Regions from separate parts of the Gossypium hirsutum genome. Here region 1 is linked to region 2. A link is a contact called in public Hi-C data. All regions are on one chromosome and are shown on one strand. Each heading gives the region's core, a stretch centred on a gene start, on an enhancer-like site or on the middle of the called end of the contact. The rest is flanking DNA. Distances are from core to core; before and after follow the strand shown.

The links. Hi-C and Micro-C count contacts between places; a contact is called where the count stands out from the background.
Region 1: a contact with region 2 is called in a Hi-C map of leaf, with 4 times the contacts expected there. The contact joins the promoter of LOC107948481 here to the promoter of LOC107948436 in region 2. A contact is called at or near these places in 9 of 34 Hi-C or Micro-C datasets (anther, callus, leaf and 1 more).

Annotation. Positions count from the first base shown.
Region 1 is chrA04:14,596,466-14,603,682 of Gossypium_hirsutum_v2.1, forward strand. LOC107948481 (isochorismate synthase 2, chloroplastic) reads left to right here and starts at 2,607. Exons shown (of 15, transcript XM_016883044.2): 1 at 2,607-2,802; 2 at 2,887-3,071; 3 at 4,893-5,143; 4 at 5,251-5,368; 5 at 5,479-5,595; 6 at 5,694-5,840; 7 at 5,960-6,034; 8 at 6,113-6,181. The coding sequence starts at 2,907.
Region 2 is chrA04:14,067,694-14,074,886 of Gossypium_hirsutum_v2.1, forward strand. It overlaps LOC107948436 (ethylene-responsive transcription factor ERF070), which reads left to right and starts at 1,988. Exons shown (of 1, transcript XM_041110987.1): 1 at 1,988-2,768. The coding sequence starts at 2,164. The coding sequence ends at 2,592.

The DNA.
Region 1 (7,217 bases), core at 1,357-3,856, 530 kb after region 2:
CCACATCGGGTTGGTGGACGGTTGGGAGTCAGATTTTTTCTTAGTTCAACCTCCAGTACAAGCTGGGGTCTCAGCCTCTCATCTTCTTCATCTTCGTCTGTAGTTAATTGCGATCAGTTACTTATCATTTGCCATCATGTATCCTATGTTCTAGGAATAAATGGTTGCAAAGATAGTCCACCTTGGTAAAACAATGATCCCGAAGGTGTTTACGACACCATTAGCATAGGGGTATAACTATATTGTGTCCCATACACTGATAAAAAAATGATCGAACTTTTGATTGAGGCCTCAAACATAGATGGCCTAAATGTCATTGGCATCATCGTTATCTGAAACATCGATGACATCAGCGTGTAATATGTCAAGGACGAATGTCCAAAAACAAAACCTGACATCAAAATAGAAACAAAAAATGTGGTGCAATATGTGGTGCTTGTGTAAAAATGCTGGGGTTAGTATAAGCACTAAAATAAGTCGAGTCATACTTACCAGGGTGGTGCAACCATCAGTGTCGATTCTTGTGTAGGTGTAAACGATGGACCTATCTCGACAACTCTGCCAGACCTTGGATGCCTAGGTGTCTGTCGTGGCTTCCTCGTATGCTATTGTCTACCCCTCACCTTTTCCGCTAACAAATATGGCTTACCATGGACCCTAAACCATGGCATGTACTTTGGATCAAAAGCTAACTCCGAGTGATAATGGCCTTGCGAGTAGGTAAAAACTTGTACCTATTATTCCAAATGTTGATATATTGCACGTGGAATGTAGGTCAGTTTTCATTCGTTCTCCATCACAAGTTGATATGATGCAGATCTTCAATGTCTTGGGGTGCCAGCGGAATCAATTGCCTAAACCCAAATTGCCATAACACTCTATCCAATCTGTGCATCTCCACCATAGCATACACTACCAATGACACATTCACATGTCAAATGTTGGGATTCACCAAGAATTGGACGGGATGCATTCTTGAATTGTTGAATCGAAGTATGGCGTCCATTCAAACTATGTTAAAATAATAATTTTTTTTGTTATATATATACTATTAATTTTTAAATCAACTATGTTAATATTATATAATTCAAATTTAAAAAATACATACCTCTGTTTTCGATCGTTGGTCTAACAGAAGCCATATATCTCGAAGCTCATCTGGTAGTTCCACGTAACTTGGTCTATGGTTCCACCTATTGAAATAATATGTTAACACAATAATTTAAAATTTAAATAATTTTATTATGGTAAATATGTTATCTAATGAATTTTACATTGTTACGAGTGGGAATGTATAGGGGTAGTCCGCTCGATGACGTAAAAATGGCAGTTATACCACACCCATTATTGGAGTAATAGCATGTAACCACCGATTTTAATTTTTGGTGGTTCCATCGCCCAACACATCTTTCGAGACAAGATTGCCAATACGACTGACCCCCAACTGAATTCACTTGATTCTTTGAAGTCGACGAGTTTTAGCAACCACCTTAAATGTATGTCCGAGCGTGTTGTTCTCTTTGAACTTCACTCGGATCCTCATTAAGCCACTGAAAGTTCTTCTTAATCTATTTAGATCTATTCGGGCTCCATAAATAATTTTCGGAACCCTATCCAAAATTTGCTCGCATACATCTCTCCAATCGACTGTGTAAATTGACTCAGTCGCTATCAGCCTATCCACCGATAGTACACTCACCGCATGGAAGATGGAATGTGTGCGTCTCGGGTCCCACCTTTCCACCAACCCACTTACAATTGCAAGGTCCAATTTACAACCCCTACCCATAAGGGCCATGTGCAAAAATCATGCATCTCTTAAGTAAAGTTCGATTAAGGGTGATGAAGGAGTGGGTAGATTACGAATATACGTCTCCAAAATTTGATCTTCGGCCTATATAAAAAAAATACAAAATATTAAATTCCAATATAATAAGAAAATATTTAAATTAAATTTGATTAAATATAATAAAAAAATTCTTACTATTTACAATTGATTGACCAAAATATGTTTGTCATCCAAACAGATTAGAGATTTTATTATTGCTAATTTTGAAAAACACGAAATAAATTGTAATAGAAAAAATAATCTAAGAAAATTTTAATACAATTTTAATAATAAAAAAAAGAGCGTTGAGAGAGAAATAAATTTTGAGCGAGAGATTAAGAAGGAATTGAGAAAAATTTGAAAGAGATTTAAGAATTTGAGAGAGAAAGTTGAGATTGAATGAGAAAAAAATGGAATGGGGTTATAAAAAAAAAAAAAAACTATAGTCTGTTTGGGGGGAGGGAAGCCATTGGTTTTAATAGTTAATTAAATAGTCGCGTTTTCGTTATTTCAACTCAATCCCGTAATTTTACAAAAAAAAGGGCCTAATTCAATAATTAATTAAAAAAAAGGGGAATTTCTATGTAAATCAGTACAAGAAGCGGGAAAAAGAAATTTACACGACTGGGAAATTAAAAAGAAAAAAGAGAAAGAATGGAAGCAGATGAAGACAATAGAAATTTACAAGACTGGGTAATTAAAATGAAAAAGAAAGGAATCAGATGCAGACAATAGATAATATGATAAAAAGGGCCCATTTAATATTTTTCCATGCAATGAGATTGGCTGGTGAGATTTTCATTGAAAAAGTGGAAGAAAAGATAAATTTGGAACGAACAAAGCATCAGTACTTATTCTTCATTGAAAAAGTGGAAGAAAAGAAAAAAAATTGGAAACAAATAATGCATCAGTATTTATTTTATTCCCTTCACATTCACACTCATTCCATCTATTTCCTCCCAGTGTTTCACAACGTAATTCTATACTTTCTGTTTTCTTTCTGCTAACCCATCATATTTACAATATAATTTACGGAAAAGGAATGTTTGGAAATGAAGCTAGGAGAGCAGTAGCATGGATGAATGGGTGCGAAGGAGACCCCAAACTCCCTGTAGGCAGCATAGAGACACGCACATTAACTGTCGTTCCATCTCCATCAAAGGCGATGGAGAGGTTGAATGTAGCCATTAGAGAGTTGAAATGCAGCCCTCCTCCTCTTACCTCTGGCATTCTTCGACTTCAGGTAAACTTTCCCTTCCTTCATAATTAAACATGGTCCAAATACTAGTCTACATCTAGGAACACGAAAAATTTGCTAATTTCTTTCTGGCATTATCTCCGAGATAATGGGTTGTTGCTACGTGGTTGGTTGTGACATTTCTTCCATTTTCCTTATCCCTTCATCAATAAAAAAATTTACATGCAAGTTGACTCAACTAAATTATAAGTTTATGTTTTTGGTATTCTAACCTTAAAAAATTATAAGACGGTAATTAAATTATTTGAATGTTTTTATTTAATTCATTTAATTGTTAAGTTTTTTTTAATTTAATTTGTGATTTCTAAGCAATATTTGGATGATTGGTATGATGGATCAACACCCATTGATGAGTAAAAAATATGCCCTAGATCTAAGTCGATCTAACGATCAGTGTCAAATATCAGAAAAGAAAGATTTTTGGATTTTAATTCGCAGATTTGTGACATTAAAGTTATTTCATAAAAAAAAATTTGTAGAGAATGAAAAAGAGAACTTTCAATTGATTAGCCAATACAAATAAAAAAGGCATAGAGTAATAAATTTAACGACAGAGTAATTTAAATAAAAACTTTTAAATAATTTAATATTAATTTTATAATTTTTTAAATATAAATTTAATAATTTAGTAGTATACCAAAAGTAAAATAATTGAAAGATAATAAAATTGGCGGGGATATATATATTAAAAGTTGGACGAAATAGAAGCTTCAAAATCAACTTTTTTTTCATAATTGACCCAAAAAATTGATTAATTATAAAAATTACCTAGGTGCAAAATATTATACGAAAATAACTTGTTTTCTACAATGACCATCAGTGTTGCTATTGCCATTGGTGGCACCGTCTCTCATCATTACCCAATGATTGTCGGTTTTGAAAAGTATGTTTTTTTTGTGCCTCCATTCCCATTGGCGACACCAGCGTGTATTTTTCTATATACTCATTAAAAATATTGGTATTTTGGGAAAAAAGAAAAAAGAAAAAAGAAAATATTTTAATGGGTGTTGTTGTTTCCTTTGGTGGCACTAAATAATTTTTAATAAAAAGCTGTGTCAAAATAATAAAAAAAGTCGTATCAGATACTTTTTGGTGTCGCCGTTGTCATTGGCGGCACTCATGTCAGAATTTTTTTTTGGTGCCTCCAAGCTGTGTGGTGACATCAATGTATTTTTTTTAATTGATATTTTTATTTCGTTAGATCATGTGGCTGTGCCGGTGATTTTATTAAAAAAAAATTTGTGTCACTGAATTTTATGGCAGCATTGACTTTTTTTTGGTGGCACCAATGTCAGAAAAAAATCGAATTTATCTTGAGTGTCACTTGAATGTCTGGCGGCACCTCCCAATATATATATTGCCTACTCGGTTTTGTTAAGATTTACTTTTTAATTATTTATGAGAGAGAAAAAATTGTTTTTAGTAGAAAAGAAAACAAATTGTATTGAAAATGGATAACCAAATGGTTTTTTTTTCTTTAAATTGGGGCAATTCTACCGTCAATTGAAACTAGTTGTGTATTTGACTGGCCAGAAATTAGGGATAGATTCAATAAGAATATAAGAGGTGGAAGAACTGAAGCGGAAGATTAATGCAAAAATATCTCCATTGTATAATAATATATAAAATCAAAACTAATGTATATTGTTTAGATTTATCTGTTTAAAAAACCCGTAAAATTCAAAAGGGATTATTGTTAAATCCGTTGGAGGAACTCTTTTGTTTCCGCGCAAGTAACGGCTCTGCAAAAATAAAGACAAAGGAAAAAGAAAGAAGAAAATTGAAATTGGTAAGTCTTGTTTGAAGGTACCGATCGAGGAGCAAATCGAAGCAATCGAGTGGCTTCATGCTCAACATGATAATCTTCCACGTTGTTTCTTCTCTGGTAGAAGAAGCAGAGCCAATAGAAATGGTTTCAATCTCTTGATGGACATAGGTAATGAAAATGGCGACACCTCTTTTACCAATAATCTTGTTGGTGTCACCGGTGTCGGCTCAGCGGTATTCTTTCAACAACTTCATCCTTTCTCATATCACGATTGGAGGTCCATTAAGAGGTAAATCATGCAGATTTCTTTTAAATAAAGTTGTCAGATCAAAGCAAATAATGCCTCACGAATTTGGGATTTAGTTATATGTTGTCTTTGTTTTCTTTGGATTGAAGGTTTCTGTCTCCAAAGTGCCCTTTGATTCGTGCATATGGAGCAATTCGTTTTGATGCGACGGCTAATATATCACCTGAATGGAAGGCGTTCGGTTCATTTTGCTTTATGGTCCCTCAGGTTGAGACCTTGTTTTTGTTGACCAAGTAGTTTGTAGGGAATAATTCAGTTCATTTTTTATTTTGTCTCTTTAGTATTTAAACGACCTATTGCTACATACCAAATGACAGGTTGAGTTTGATGAGCTTGAAGGAAGTTCAATGCTTGCCACAACGATTGCATGGGACAATGCCCTTTCATGGACTTGGGATGAAGCCATTCGTTCACTTGAAACCACAATGCAACAGGTGCCTCGACTTTTTAACTTATTTTGCTCATCCTATATACCTATAGCCTCTTTGATTTGTTTAGTACTGTGCAATTAATTAAATTTCCAATTTTGAAGATTGCTTCAGTTGTTGTAAAGTTGAAGAAAGAAGCTTCTGGAGAATCCATCCTCAGTAAAACTCATGTTCCCAATAAGACACATTGGGATCTTGCTGTAAAGAAAGCTTTGCAGGCAATAAACACAAGCACCTCAGAGCTCGTTAAGGTATTTTTAATCCCTTCTGCTGATGAAGTCTCCGAAGCACCATCCCTAAACCATAGTCCTTCTAGTCTCTTGCTCTATATATCAGGTTTTTAGTTTAACATTTTGATGTGAAAAACTAGGTTGTGCTTGCCCGTAGCAGCAGGATTTTAACTGCTACAAATATCGATCCTATAGCTTGGTTGGCTTGTCTGCAGGTACTCTTTTTCTTTTCTTCTCTTCAATAAAGTATTATAGGGGAAGATAAATTTCACTGAGCTGTGTACTTACTGCAGGTTGAAGGAGAAGATGCATACCAGTTTTGTCTTCAGCCACCTAATGGACCCGCATTTGTGGGAAATACAGTAAGTGTGACAGCAGATCTCATTGTGCAATATGCATCTTTTTTTTACCACTCTGCCACATGCTCTTTACTTCTATCTCCAGTTTTCCTTCTTCCCCTATGAGAACAATGTGTGTTCAATAAATTTCCTACTAATGTGAATTTTGCATGATATCTGATCGGTATAGTTTTGAGACCATGACTGAAGTTTAAGCATAGTTGATAGAAGTAAAACTTGTAAGATGTAAGATACTTAAAATCCCTTTTCCCACTTTCTACTCCATTGCAGCTGATAATAGATCTCATGTTTAATTTTTATTTAGAATACACTTACTCTTCTCGATTTCTCTTTGGAATGATCCTTGTTATTCGTGATATTAAATAGATAGTTTCTACCCTTTGCAAAGTGATAATTAACCATAATTTACAATGTCCTCAAATTCCATGTCAGTATTTTGAAGTTCATGGACCTGATTTCACTGCCATTCAGAATTTGTATTCTTGCTTTTTTGTATTTGATTAGAAGTTTATTGGTGTAAGGCTCTCTTGTAGATGAAGTAATGATGCAGGGAAATGGAAAATTATGACCCCCCCCCAAAAAAAAAGTTTTGCTGAACTTAGGTTGTTTTGAATTGCTTTGAGTATCAAAAGTGTCTCAAGGTGTGGATTGGATCCGAAAATATAAAGGCAAGGCATTTTTAGGAAAACGATCAAGAAATACAATTCTCGGGACACTATGATTTTACTCGAACAGAACAATTCTTATTGTGCCGCGAATTGCTCTAAATCAGAATGAAATCAGAGAAACACTAAAGAAAGAATATTTTTCACGGTTGGAATAAGTGATTAATCTTTTTTCTATTCCAAACTAAGAATATTTTTCACGGTTGGAATAAGTGATTAATCTTTTTTCTATTCCAAACTAAGTCTATATATAATGCACCAATAGGTGTTTAAGTGCTTTTATGAATGATCACAACTTTTCATGTTAAAAGATTTACGAATAATTGTGACATTTGAAATCAACCAAAGTTTGAATTGAATTTTGAAATTCAATT
Region 2 (7,193 bases), core at 738-3,237:
CATATTTATTACACTGACTCTGTATGTGCATATCATGACATACTGCACGGGATTTGGGATGATGTGAAAGGAGAAAGTTTTTGGTAGTTTAATGATCTGTATTATCTGGTGATTTATCCACAATTCTGTTCTAGCAGCTTGGCTACACTATAGTGGCTGGACCACATGTATTCGATTTGGTAATTTTAACTGCAAAATTCTAGTAGCACTGAACATAATTATCTATTGGTGTGATTCGACTGGACGAGTTCTAGAGGAACTCTATTTTGGTATGTAGCGGAGTTGGGTAGGATGTTTTCTGATAAATCTTTATTCTGATCTATTTGAAAAATATCGTATCTGCATAACACACATCCTCTGCGTAGCTCTGTTCTATCCTATTCTGCTCTGCTCTGTTTTGTTCTATTCTGTTATGTTCTGCTTTGTCGTGTTTTGGTTGGGTTGTGTTGTTCTATTATATTGCACTTGCTATTAGATTCGTTGTGTTTATTCTGATTTATATACTATGTTTTGTTAACTATAATTGATGTTGGTTATGCACTCGGCTTTATAGCTCACATTTTGGTTTTGTTTTTGTGTGTTCAGGTAAGTCTCTAACTTAAGACCAGATGGTGTGTGGGAGCTCAGATTATTTTGCAATAATGTAAAAACGTTTTTGGTCTTTTGAGTTTGTAATCTGTTTCTAAGCTCGTCTTAGTTTTTGCTAAATTCATCAGTACTTGATAATTTCTAATGTTAAACTACAAAATCAAACGTGAAACTCTGAAAAGGGTTTCCACCACAAGTCAAGTAAAGTTTTGAATTTTTTTGAATAATTACTGAAATCAATTTTCAAAACGTTGGTGTAACTCGCCCAGATCGGCTTGAACTCCTAGGCAAGGTTTGAGGTGTTACATTTTCTAAAATATCTAACAATTTACCAAATTTTCTATCATTTTACCAATACTTTCTAAGATTTTACTAATATTTCCAAATTTTCTAAATTCTACATCAAGTCTTAACAATTACCAAAATTTCTATAACTTTACCAATATTTCTAAGCATTTATTAATGTATCTAATGATTTACCAATATTTCTAAGAACTTACCAATATATCTAACTATTTATCAAAATTTCTATCTTTTTATCAATATTTATGAGACTTCACCAATATTTTAAAATTTTCTAAACACCATGTGAAGTCTTAACAATTACCAAAATATCTAAGGATTTACCAAAATATATAAGGAATTACCAATATGTCTAACAATTTACCAATATTTCCAAGGATTTACCAAAATATCTAACAATATATCAAAATTTCTATCGATTTACCAATATTTATGAAACTTTACCAATATTTCTAAGAATTTACTAAAATATTTGGCGATTTACCAATATATCTAACGGTTTACCAAAATTTTTAAGGTTTTACTGAACATCTAATGATTTACCAAAATTTTTAATGTTTTACTAAAATATGTAACGATTTGCCAAAATTTCTAAAATTTTACAAATACTTCCAAATTTTCTAAACCTTATACCAAGTCTCAACAAGTACCAAACTTTCTATAACTTTACCAAAATATCCAATGACTTATCAATATGTCTAATGATTTCCCAATATTTCTAAATATTTACCAATATTTCTAAGGATTTATCATTATATTTGATGATTTACCAAAATTTTAAAGATTTTACTAATATTTTTAAAATTTCTAGCGGTATACCAAATCTTAACAATTATCAATATTTCTAATGGTTTTATCATAATTTGTATGAATTTACCCATATTTTTTTTAGATTTACCAAATTATCTAAGATTTTATCAATATTTCTATCAATTTATCAATTTTTATACAAATTTACAAAAATATCTAACATTTTACCAAAACAATTAATTTATCAAAATACCTAAAACTTTTTATTTTTTATTTTTTTATTATCAATATAATCAAACCTCAAACATTGTATCAAAATTCTTAAAAACTCTATTTTAACCGGCAACCTATAAGCATTTTGTACACTTTTTATGTAGGAGCGTATGGTGGAAGTGCCGGAATGGCTCGCTGCACGGTTTAATTCAAAAGAATATTCCAACACAAAAAATAAATTTAAATATGAACCAAATAATTTCACCTTCTCTCTCATTTAAAAAATTATAAAAAAACAACCCTAAAATTATGTCGCCGCCGCAGCCGAACGGAAAACCCCAACAACCGATTTCCCGGCGAATTGTCCGAATTACCGTTACCGACGCCGATGCTACCGACTCTTCCAGCGACGAAGAAGCGGCCTCTCCGAAGAAAATCCAAAAGCGACCGAAGAAAAAGCTTGTCAACGAAATCACTATCGGAGTTTCGACAAAAGAGAACGACGTAATGGCTGGGTCGAGCCAGAGCAAGGTGAAGAGGTACAGAGGGGTTAGACAAAGGCCGTGGGGGAGATGGGCGGCGGAGATTAGGGACGGAAGGAGGATGAGGCTTTGGCTGGGGACTTTCGATACAGCGGAAGAAGCTGCCGTTGCTTATGATCAAGCGGCGGTTAAGCTGCGTGGACCTAACGCTCCTACTAACTTTAAGTTGCTTGATTGCAACGCTGTTCAGTCCTGAATTTTCTGTAAATATTAACCTTCTTTATCCCCTTTTGCCCTTTGGTGTTCTCGATGTTTATGTTATTAGGGCTTTTTAGTTTTTGTATCTTTGACTTTATGCATGTAATAACCTGCGAACATTTGTTCCTCTTGTTTTCTCCTTCATCGGATCATGATATTGTACATCTTTTTTAACACCATTTCCTACTTTGTAAACTAGAACTAACGATTTTTGTTAACTAAATTTGAAGAAGCGTTCAAAGTTCCAAGGTAATTTCACCATCCTTTCTCCTCTTGTAAACCTTAAAAATGGTGTCAGAAATTGAACTGCCACGAGCAACGCGATTAGTTCATATTTTGTTTTTTCTCAGGTGGAAGAATGTAAAGCAAAGAAAACCAATCTGCTAAAGGTACATATGTCCTTGCTTTGACTTGGTTTTTGTTTCTTTGAAATTTTCTTTACCATTTTTGTTTTTATTTTCTTTTATGTTACTTTGAGTTCTTGGAGGTAGCCATCACGTCAGTTGTTTTCTTGTACATATTTTGACTCTTGTTGTTGGGAATTTTTATTCTATCACCGATCAATTTGTGTTAAATTTCTAAAGTCGGTGGATTTTTAAGGAAATTTTTGTCTTCAAATATAGAGGTGAATGAATAGTTATTGATTTGTGAATGAGTGAAAGTTGAAGCAATTGGGATTCTTAGTACTTATCAAATATAGATGTTTAAGGTAATTATGCACTTTCCCCATTACTAATAGAGTACAGCGAATGTTTTTGAAATTTAGACCAGAAGTAATTTTATAGGATATAAAATGGTTAAATTTCAAAGCAAGAAGCTTAATTGGTCGAGTGGATCTATGGATGGAGTTTATGTAAATGTGATGTTTGTAACTTGTGTTCTCATTTTTGGTTAAGGTGCTTTTGAAAGGAGCAGGTATGCCAAAGTGGTAGTACAAAGGGCACAGCATCCTCAGCTAAGTAAATATACCACTTCTGCTGTTTCCTGACACCTTATGTCTTCATTTCTTCCAAAAGGTTGGTTACGTTCATTGATGATTGAGTATTGTTGGTTAATAATGTCTTGAGATGTTGTGCAATGTGTTTGTAATGATTCTGTTTATTTAGATTTCTCTTGGATGCAGCATGCCCACATTGATCATATTAGTTTTCTCATGCTGAAGCCCTTAGGCACTATTAATGATGGATTCTGATGTAATATAACTTTTAACATACATATAGAATCTCATATAGAGTGGAATATATACATATTTGTAAAACTAGGGTCTGCTGGAGGAGAGTCTTGTTTACAAACTAGCCATCATTCAACCTTTCGGCTCAAATGGGGAAGAAAGTGATCTAGAATTCCCCACAAGCAGTTTTGATCGAACCTTGTCTACCTACCACTTACAAGGGTTTATCCTCGTGATAAGTGTTACTAGAAACAGATTATCAAATATTCATGTATATATTTGGTCTGAGTGAGAATTAAGAGATCTAGTTTCTGAATTCACCTAAATCTCGTTACGGCTCTCTGTGTTGTTGGTTTGCTCATCTTGACAATGTTGTGAGTTTTACTTGCTTATTATGATCTGTAGATCAAGGCAAATCTCTAGTTCTGCTGCCTCCTCATGGATAGTACCATCAAGGATACAGAGTTGTGGATCCAAGTGACTTGAAATGGTGGCAACAAGCTCTACTAATAATCCCTGGGTGCACAGTTATAACATCCGAGGCTATCAGAATCAAAATCTTACAGGGGAATTCAATTCAGACTTCATTCCGAGTAATCTGGTATGACTCTGATACGTAACTTTGAGTTGAGCTGAGTGAGAAAATATGAGACATGCAAATTTTGAACGAGGAAGCAATAATATGGCGTGTTGATCACTCTGTTGGTACCAATTTGATAACTTGATAAACCTCTGTTAGGCCTTGTTTTGTAGCAGAATGGAAATGGGTGCCCAAGTAATTGTAATTAGGTTGACTGAAACAGGTCGATATGGTGTTTATGTAATTCTCAAGGGGTGAATACGTTCACTCATAATACTTGAAATAATGGTGTAAGCAAATATTTTCTTATTTAAGTATCTCATGTATTTCCGGTGCTCCTCCCATGTTTAATGAATGCTTAAACATCATCTTTGGAAAGTGAAAACTATTGAAGAAATTATGGTAGGAAGATTTACGCAAATAGTGCAACTAATGTTCTTCAAGAGCCAATACATGATTAAAGCAGATATCTTAAATCAAGTATTTTTCTTAATTGGGTGGGATGGTTTGAACACAGTTGCCTAATAAAGGCTTTAATTACCATTTTAATCAAGTTTTTTATATAGTAGTTTTTGGGTAGTAATGAGACGTCTATGTTGATTATCAAGCTTAATGTTTGATTGCAAGATGAATAGAGTTCTGTTAATATATATACTCATCTTTTATTAAGTAATTAAGCATGCTTTATTAGGCAACTGAAGTAAAACAAGAGTGTTCAGAACAATTGAGGGTAATGGATTGGACTATGCGTTACTCATTTATTCAGTCCAAATTCGCGATCCTTTATAATAAGGGTCGTTTAAGTTTCTATTACAAGTAAGGTGATAAATGCAATTCATGAATTTCCTTCAGGATATAACAAGGAATAGAAGAAAAGCAAATTCCCTCAATCTATACCTCATCCACCTCAGCCAATCTCTTTCTCAAAAACCAAAATTCCAATGGTGTTTTTCGTTTCAATATAGCACTCTATTTGAGGTATTTCTTTAAATTTACAATTTCTTTTTTCTCTAATTCCATGCATTAGTTTATTCGATTTTTGATTGCTTGGTTATTTAGATGATGATTTATTCTGATTTTTGAAAAAAAAAGAAGTTTGAATCAAAGTTATGAATTTTTTTTTTCTTCTCTTTGAAAATTTTCTATCTTGCAATCTGTTTAAAAAATTAAAAAATTTAAGAAGGCTGAGCAATTGATCCAGAGTGGAAGGAATTTGCCCAACAAGTATATACTAAACTTTGTCAAATTGCCCATACTCAAAGGTATAACACCAGTGACATTACAAGACCTGAGATCATTACAAAATAAGTCAAAAGAAGGGAAATAACACAGTTTGGAGGGTGGATTACTTACATACTAAGTCGGTGAAGATTGGCTTCAACTAGCATATTGCTCTCCCTACAGATTATGCTTGACAGCCTTTGGATGATCGGATCAAACTCCTCAAGCAGAGTCCTACAGTCAATCTCCAGTGTAGACAACAAACAATTGCTTAAAACATTTAACATTAGTTACCAGATCGATAGTCAACTTGGCATCCACTTTAAAAACATGTTCAGTATTCCAATTTAAAATCCATTCAGAAGGCTAAAATATTTAAAATATATTTGAATTTGAACTATTTTTAAGTTCTTATATTCTTTTATACCTAGATATTTTATGCATATTTATATATAATAGATTGTTTAAATATAAATTAAGGTTTAAAACTTTTTTATGCTATCCCAAAACCCTTGAAAGGGAGGAAAATATATGCTCTAGTAGGTTTGAATTTAAATGATAAAAACCCAAGTAAAATTTATAAGTGTTGAATTAGGTCATGTTTAAAGTAAGATCTCGTCGCATATTTTTTTTAATTCAACGGATATGGTTAAAAGATAAAAATGAAGAGATTGTAGCCATCTGATAAAGCCATGTCAAAAACTAAAAAATTGTGGTGGTGACTAGAACTTGTTAAATTGATTATCAAATATGTTGCTATTCTCTAGAAATTAGTTATCGAATATGTTGCTACTATTTGGAAATCATTTTCTTTCTTTTTTTAGTGTTGAAACTGGTTGAACTGGTTAAAAGGTAAATATATGTTTTGGAAAACTCAATATAGAAAACAAGAATGTTTGCATAGCGAAATTTTAAAATTACTCTTAAAATCGAGTCATTGTGTTGTTTATGAAAATAAATTTTACCAAATTTAGTATGTGTTGTTCACATAGCAAATCTTACTAGTTCTTGACTTTCAACTAACATGGTCTTTTTCCTTATACTCAAAACCTTAGTTGCTCAGAGAGTGGGCTCTAATTTCTTGAATTGATCACACAATGAAAAGTTAATTCTATCTATAGATAAAGAAATCAAATATCAAGATAGAATTTATTTAAGAAATAATGTCACTATATTTTAGCAAACTAGCTACGCTCGATGATGTGTCTATTTGACTTAACCCATAGTCCTTATTTATAGGGAAAACTACAACAATTCTACTATAACAAGAAATAAAATAATAATATTTTAATAGAAAATACGGAGTCCCTTTGAGATTTCTTATGGTGGGCAGTATACACACTGAAAATACCCAATGTGCTACCAACCCCATATACAAGAGGGCTTATTAGGCCTTTCTTGTGTTGAGTACAATTTTATGAGTTTTTTTATTTTTAAACTAACTCATATATTTTATCCAACCCAATAACCAATTTTCTATTATCAAAATATTATTTATTTAATTAATTATATCAATTAAATTATTTTCTCAACCTATTTCAAATTCCATTAAAGTTATGACGATTTTACTGTACTAAAATTTATGAGTAAATAAATTTAATTGTTTCATTTTGTACAACTGCGTTGA